Linked DNA regions of Gossypium hirsutum: all the other regions are linked to region 3. A link is a contact called in public Hi-C data. All regions are on one chromosome and are shown on one strand. The core of a region is the stretch at or near the end of the contact, and the rest is flanking DNA. Distances in the headings are between cores, read along the strand shown. Region 1 holds the start of LOC107910157 (probable inactive receptor kinase At1g48480). Region 2 holds the start of LOC107908488 (serine/threonine-protein kinase 11-interacting protein). Region 3 holds the start of LOC107908492 (galactose mutarotase).

The links. A called contact is a pair of places that touch in the nucleus more often than the background predicts.
Region 1: a contact with region 3 is called in a Hi-C map of leaf, with 2.2 times the contacts expected there. The contact joins the promoter of LOC107910157 here to the promoter of LOC107908492 in region 3. A contact is called at or near these places in 9 of 34 Hi-C or Micro-C datasets (callus and leaf).
Region 2: a contact with region 3 is called in a Hi-C map of leaf, with 1.9 times the contacts expected there. The contact joins the promoter of LOC107908488 here to the promoter of LOC107908492 in region 3. A contact is called at or near these places in 3 of 34 Hi-C or Micro-C datasets (hypocotyl, leaf and petal).

What each region holds. Positions count from the first base shown.
Region 1 is chrD02:42,124,153-42,126,852 of Gossypium_hirsutum_v2.1, reverse strand. LOC107910157 (probable inactive receptor kinase At1g48480) reads right to left here and starts at 1,266. Exons shown (of 2, transcript XM_016837930.2): 1 at 1-1,266. The coding sequence starts at 940.
Region 2 is chrD02:42,586,906-42,589,605 of Gossypium_hirsutum_v2.1, reverse strand. LOC107908488 (serine/threonine-protein kinase 11-interacting protein) reads left to right here and starts at 1,374. Exons shown (of 7, transcript XR_005910294.1): 1 at 1,374-2,014; 2 at 2,205-2,462.
Region 3 is chrD02:42,369,498-42,372,197 of Gossypium_hirsutum_v2.1, reverse strand. LOC107908492 (galactose mutarotase) reads left to right here and starts at 1,263. Exons shown (of 5, transcript XM_016835669.2): 1 at 1,263-1,492; 2 at 1,581-1,630; 3 at 1,928-2,054. The coding sequence starts at 1,387.

The sequences.
Region 1 (2,700 bases), core at 17-2,516, 250 kb after region 3:
TTTCCCCACCTGATTTCTCCCCAGGAATCTCCATTTCTTGATTCTTAAGCGAAGTGATGTCAATTGACCTCGATTTCTTGCTACTCTTCTTTCTACATAAAATCATTAAAATCACAACAATCAGAAGAAATCCCAGCACAGATCCAATAACAATACCTGCAATTGCACCCCCAGACAACTTGCTCTTCTTCTTTTTCTCCGGTTTATTCTCATTCGTTGGATTGGCGGGCTCACTTGTATTCCCAGGAGCAGCAGTAGCAGTGGCAGGGCAAGCCTTGTCAAGCGGTTTCCCACAAAGCAAATTCCCCAGAAAAGCATCGAACCCATATTTCTGTAACCCCTTGGGGATTGAGCCGTTCAATAAATTATTTGACACATTAAATTGGTCGAGGTTTTGCAAAGAACCCAACTCAGGTACCGACCCAGAAAGACTGTTGCTGTCAAGAAGCAAAGTTCTTAACCTCGTCAAATTGTTGAACCCAACAGAGACTTCCCCAGAAAAGTTGTTCCCAGAAAGACTTAGCCTCACTAAATCATGAAGACCAAAAAGGAACTCCGGTATCTCACCCGAAAAATGGTTTCCCTGCAAGTAAAGGTTTCGGAGGTTTTGACAGAGAGCAAGATCCGAAGGGAGTGGTCCAGTTAACGAGTTGAGACGTAGACTGAGGGTGCGCAGCTGAGTCAAGTTCCCGAAAATGCCAGTCGGAATTTGGCCAGAGAGAGCAACACCAGGTAGTCTAAGCACTGTGACGCGGTTCCGCTCGCACGTAACCCCAGCCCACGAGCATGGACTCTGGTTCGAGACGTTCCATAAGAGGGTTCTGCCTCCGACTGAGGAACGAAGGCTCAAAAGAGCAGCTCTGTCGGTGACAAGATCTGGTTTGGCCACCTGCAGTAGGAGTGAAGAAAGAATGGCAATGAAAAAAAACTGGGTGAACATTTTGGGTGATGGCGAAGACAAGGAGAACAAGGATAGGAATATAATAGGATAATGTGGGTGGGATACTGATCTGAAACAGCTTTCTTTTCTCCCTTTTCGGCCTAGATTGGAGGCATTGCAAGAAGAAAAGAAAAAGTGTTAATGAGAGAGCATTTTTTCTGTGTTGATAGGTAAAGAGTGGGTGGGTAGTGATGAGTGCCAAAAAGGAACAAGAAAGAGAGAGAAAGAATAGAGTAAGGCAAACCCTAGCTGTTTTACAGTAAGGATGGCTGCAGCTGGTTCGTCAACCCCGTTTCCCTTTTTTTTCTGTTCTTTTTTGTCTTTCTTAGGTTTCCTTTATTATTATTATTAAATACGTAAATTAGAACGTTTTTAGTACAAACAACAAGCCATTCGTTTTTGGCCTTTTCCTACTGATGCATCTTCAGGGTGAGTTTGGAAAACAGCGGTGGCGGTGAGATTAGATACTGTAGCGATACTGTAGCGTGAGATAAAAAGTAAGTTAAACGCACCGCACCACAGTCAATCGCCCATCCAAACGAAGCCTCAGTCTTCGGCGCTTTAACTGCTGCAACCCATTAATTATAATTAAAATATTCACTAATTCGGAATTATTAATATTTTTCATTCCAATTTAGATGGATGAATGTTATAATTAGTAAAACATACTTGATTGGTTCTCAATTTATTAGTATCAATATTATTGTTGGTGCAGAGAAATGTGACTTTGATTGGGTTGGGACACATAAGAATTAAAGATAATTTTAAATAAATAAAAAATATAAATTTTTATGATTATAAGGTGTTTTTTTTTGTTTGGATAAAGTGGCGAAAAGTTTTTCCCCTTATCAAATTCAAAGCTTTCTTTCTGTACGAAGAATGATTTTGTTGGCAAATAATTGATATGGGAATGTTTGGATGAGATTTTCGGTAATAAAATAATTATTTTTTGTTTAAAAATATTGTTTCGGGCAGGTAATATTGTGTTATTATCACATGTTTTTTTTAAATAATTTCGGCAAAGTTGTTAATTGCAGTAACTAAAAGGGTGTTCTTAAAGATTAGGGATAGAAGTAGGTATTCTGAAAAATGGGTATAATAATTTATTCGGCCCTTTAATTTTATGAAAAAAATATTTTAGTCCAAGAGTTTATACTATTTGTCAAATCACCTCAAAATAGATAGAAAAATTATGTTTATTAATTTTATTGACATGATATCCACGTGTATGTCATGTTAGTAATTATTTAATTTTTAAAAAAATTAAAAATTTTTTATAATGTTTTTAAAATTTAAAAAATTTAATTAATTGCTAACATGAAATACACGTGAATACCATGTCAGTAAAATTAACAAATGTAATTTTACTATCTATTTTAAGGTGATTTGAGAAATGACATAAGTTTAAAAGCTAAAAGAGGCAAAATTTTAAATGGAATACTAAAATATATATTTTTTAAAATTAGAGAGCCAAATAAGTTATTATGCCTATAAAAATATCAACTTCATTTGCATTCTTAATAACTTTGATTAACTTTCATTAAAGCGAAAAATGAAAAAAAACAATTATAAATTAACTTTGATTAATTACCTATTTAACAAATTTAACATATTTCAATTATTATTATATTAAAAATATTTTACTCTTATATTACATTTTGTTTGTGGTTTATATGTTCTTAGTTTTTAATTGATATTATTATTAGTGAGGTTTTTGTATTATCAATTATTTTGTCTTAATTTTTTCCCTTTATTTTTAG
Region 2 (2,700 bases), core at 125-2,624, 220 kb before region 3:
TTTGATTCATTGTGATTTTTTAGCAACCTTACCTCATGGCCTTTTATTTCCTAATTTATCAATGCATCATATAAATCCAGAATTGGTAGAGATTGCTTTTTCCCTTAACTTGTGGAATGGACACATGAAGTTGGAGGTTATTTTCAATGGCAACTTTGGATAGTATTCGTTTTCCTGCTAGATTGGTGAGCTATTTTGTTTGAAGTGAAGAATCGGTTTCATGGAAGGCCAATTGGAGTTGAGAGCAGGGTGAAAGAGATATTGTATCGGCTTGAATTTCTTCTATTGAATGCTTGCTTTATATTTTTAGTTGAAGTGAGATATTGAGGCAGTACTTCCGTTTAATTCAGAATTGTTGTAAACTCAATCGAGTTCTTGATGATAATTCGATATGGTTATGTTTTTTTTATTTTTTAGAGTTCAATTCTTACTTATTAAATTTTATTAGTTATAATTATTTTAAATTTTATTAAATCATATATTTTAATTAAAATATATTTAATATTAATTATTTCAAATTATCTTTTATAGTATCATATAATATATTATGATTTGAGTAAATTCATATAAGAATATTAATTATTAAGAATTTTATTAAATTATATATTTTAAGTATAATATATTTAATAATAATTATGTTTAAATATGATTAAATTATTTATTATTCATATTAATAATCTTATCAAAATTTAAATAACAATAACAATAATAATTTACCAAAACAAATTTCTGGTAATTATTAAGAATTTTATTAAATTATATATTTTAATTAAAATATGTTTAATAATAATTATGTTTAAATATGATTAAAATATTTATTATTGATAATAATAATCTTATTAAAATTTAAATAACAATAACAATAATCATTTACCAAAACAAATTTATGCTAAGGGTATTCTAGTCATTTTAGTTTTTTCCACTATGCTATTACACCTCTATTCCATTCAACCAAACACAAGATTACTATTACGCCTCTATTCCATTACATTCAACCAAATAGTTGATTTGCTATTACACATTTAATCTAATACACCTCTAATCCAATACACTTCTAATCCAATACACCTCTAATCCAATACAGCGAACCAAACGCACCCTAATATATTTTCCTCTTTAATAAAACTCTATTTAGGCAAAAATAAGGATTGAGATGGGGGCGGCAAATGGCAAATGCAAATTATGCAAGGTCGTTTATGCTTGAACAAACAAACATCTGGGGTGGACCCCGCATTTGTTTGGATTCTGGAGGAAGCCGACACGTTGTTTGGAATTGGATTCCCCATGTTGTGTGCATGTGCGCCAGGTGTCTCATTTCCCTACGCACCATATTTCACTTCCCAATTATTTGACCTTTTTCCCCCGAACCAACCAAAGCCAGAACATAATGAACCACCCCATCATTCTCAAGGTACGCTACAGCCGTCCTTTTCTATTTCCTGCTATTCCCCTTATCATTTAATGATTCATTTCTTCCTTTCAAACCTTCCTTCATTCGCATTCTTCAAACCCTTTGTTCACTTATGAGCTTTGGAATATGGCGGTGTGGGTGATTTTCTAAAACTTGATGCCAATGGCGATCGTCACAAGGGGTCGCTACCTTGAGAAGCTGTTCAAATTCGTTGACGACCAAGCGGGGCCTTTGATTGATGGAACTAAGGTTCTGAAGCTCAACCCGGCGGGGCTCCATTACGTGCAGTCTCGGCTCCAAGCGTTGCAGGAGCTCGACAGACTTCTAGTGGGAGCTCCAGTTGACTATCTACGTGCCTACGTCTCGGACCTTGGGGACCACCGTGCGCTCGAGCAGCTTCGGCGGATACTACGCCTCCTAACCACTCTTAAGGTGGTATCTGCCTTGGCCCCTCTTGCGCGTGATCCCACGCCGCTCTCGTTGCTCCCGTTTGGAAGACTGAAGGTTCTGGAACTCAGAGGGTGCGATTTGTCGACCTCAGCAGCCAAGGGGTTGCTTGAGTTGAGACATACTTTGGAGAAAATTATTTGTCATAATTCAACCGTGAGTGTTTTGCATTATTTTCGAACGAGAGGAAGAATTAATGACATTCATTCAGTTTTTGTGATTATAAATCATAAGATCTCCCTCCCCTATTTTCTTCTTCCTAACTAAGGACCATTAAAGTTATTAATTATATATGGGTACTTTACACAAATTTTTTTCTCAAGATCAATATTTTTGGCATGTGTAGGATGCTTTGCGACATGTGTTTGCCAGTAGAATTGCTGAGGTAAAGGGCTGTCCACAGTGGAACCGCTTGTCCTTTGTATCGTGTGCATGCAATTGCCTGCTACTAATGGACGAGTCTTTGCAACTTCTTCCCTCTGTTGAAACCCTTGATTTGAGTCGAAACAAGTTTGCCAAAGTGGATAATCTTCAAAAATGTGCTAATTTGAAGCACTTGGACCTTGGATTCAATCAACTGCGATCCATCTCATCATTTAGTGAGGTAGGAATAACTCAGATTTTTACTTGACATTTGATTTTGATTTGATGCTGAAAGATTTATCAAATGGGGCTTATAGCGGTATCATCTTCTCTAGCATGTATTTTTCTGGATACTACAATTGTTATTGCTTCCCTATCTTGTTTGCTTGTAATTGTGCAATTGTCTGTATTTAAACAATCATTTTCGTCGGAGTTTCGTGTTAGTTGTTACTTTCATGCGCATTACTTGAGTGCTTTGA
Region 3 (2,700 bases), core at 14-2,513:
GATAAGTGGTAGCTTTAGCTACACTTATCTGATCAAGTGACAAAGTGATAAGTGGTAACCTAGGACAAGTGATAAGTGATCATACGTAAGACCATAGTTATACTATGGCAAAGTGAAAGTGAAGTACTCAATTTTCCGTAACCGTTCCCTAATTTGATTAAGGATGGGACAAATGAGCCAAAAGAATTAAAGTAAATGGATAAGTGATAGTGTATTTATACCAGGATGATGTTGTTCTTTAAGCTAAAGTGATATTTTCATTGCAAAATTGAGAATTTCATAAATGTGTTAAGGAATGGTATAATCGATAAACGTTGAGTTAAATGGTAAATACGTATTAGTGTTGAACTTAATGACATTGAATTGTACGTGAATTAAATGAAAATTGCTAGTGATATGATTTAAATTGTGAGCATGAGAAATTGCAAATTGAATGAAATGGAAATGAAGCATTAAATAGCATGAGTATGTATCGGGTCTCGTAGGCCCTATTTATTATGATTATAATATTTTGAGGATATATTGTGAAGAGTTATAAAAGTATGTTAATAATTTTAAAAGTTTTAATTTAGATGAAAATTTTATAACTCAGTTAAATACGTTTACAAGTGTATGTGTTCTAGTAATGCCTCGTACCTATTCTAGTGTCGGATACGGGTAAGGGGTGTTACACAAACCATCAATGTCGGCTCTCGGGATGATGTTTCAGCTGTGAAGAAAGACGGCTGCTGTTCTGCATAATTGTTAGATGATTCCGAGTGTCCAAATTTGCTTCCTCATTAAGCACAAGCTTTCCTCACCGTGATCTTTCTCGAGATCTTTCGTTGAAGACGAAGAAATCACATCATTCCAGGGATTTCCTTATAGTTTGTTCAGACAGATCTAGTTTTAGCATTTTAAATGATTTTTATTAGTTATGGAGAATAAATTTTAAATTAGCTATCATAATGTTTTGTATTTTCAAAGGAGTATTTTATGTAATATAACAAATAAATAGGGATAATTTAGGTATTATAAATAATTTAAATAATTTAGGGTAACTATATACATGAAATTTCATTAGATGGGCAAGTCGCGGCCACGTTGACGTGGACACGATTTACCGGAAAAGAACTCATTCCAATAAATAATAAAATACAGAATCCATTTCAATAATTTAAAAAAAAATCTTTTTTTAATAAATTGCCTCTAAGAAGAATAGGGAAAAAACTCAAAGAAAGAGGAAGAAATATGAATACGTGGCATGCAGTCAGGGATAAAGATAAGATAAGTGACGTAAGACCTTCCAACAATGAAATTGGTTTTCTTTATACTCTCCACACTAAACCAAACTACAGGAAGTACTGAATCTCTGAAACACAAATCTCGCTTTCGGAAAAGCCTCAAATGGCAGACCAACCGCAGATTTATGAACTCAACAATGGAACCGTGGTTGTTAAGATTACCAACTATGGCTGCACTATCACCTCATTGTCTGTTCCTGACAAAAACGGTATCTCTATTCATATCTTCTTTTTTTCAGAAGAAAATTCCTGAATGCTAAATTATTAATGATCAGTGGGTTTTTCTTGACTTTAAAGGTAAATTAGCCGATGTCGTCCTGGGATTCGACACTGTCGAACCGTACGTGGTAATTCCTGTCTCTCTTTGTTGAATTTGAAAGCTTTTAACTTTGATCTGAATCTTGTCTATTGACTTGGAATATTTTGGACGAAGAAGAGAGAACCCATTTCAGCCTTCGTCTTGTCTCTTCAATATCACGTTTGGAATTTTACATAGACAATGATACGTTTCTGGCAAGTCGGAAGTAATTTGTGTGACAAATTGATGGCTTTTTGAGTTGAAACCTCTCTTTTTAGTCTCCTTCAGTTTAGAGAATGGGATTTTGGTTCATATTTTGGGGTTAATTTTTGTGATGTTTGATCAGAAAGGTGCTTCACCTTATTTTGGATGCATTGTGGGAAGGGTTGCAAACAGGATAAAAAATGGCAAGTTTACTCTTAATGGAACGGGGTACTCTTTGCCAATCAACAAGCCTCCAAACAGTCTCCACGGTATACATCTAATATTTCCCATATCTTGAATAATTAAACATTTTTCTCATAATTTTGGATGACCAGAATGAGACTGCAATTAGTGGATCAAAACTGATTATCTGCATGCTTGAATTGGTTCTTGAAATTTTGCAGCAGACGATTATTATGCTTCTTTTATTTTCTGTTACATTTCCTTATCTGTATGAGATCAAAAATTGAGAACAATCTTTGAAGTATGCTCTATCTATTAATTTGGGCTGGCTTGGTTCTGTATGTTTTCTTTCTTAAAATAAAAGTTACTTTTTTTCCCGATTTGGTATAAATATTTCCATTGTGACTTTTGAGGGCTTAGATTAGTTGGAAGAGTTCATGAACGTCATGTTTATACAATCATTTGCTGCAGACATTCATCTTCTTTAAGTATTGCATGTGACAAATGCAAATTAGTGAGAACAAATATAGAAGAGCCTAGCCTTGTCAATGGCACAAGGCACACTCTAGGAACTAAATCCCTTTTATTACCTCAGGCGCAAGGCACAAGATAAGTGCACTTCTAAGTGAAGCAAAGCATAAACTGCATTAGTGTCTGTTTTTAAATTTAATAATTTTTGCGTATGCTGGTAATGAATAGTTTTGCTGTGGATTGTCCGATTCTGACACCCGT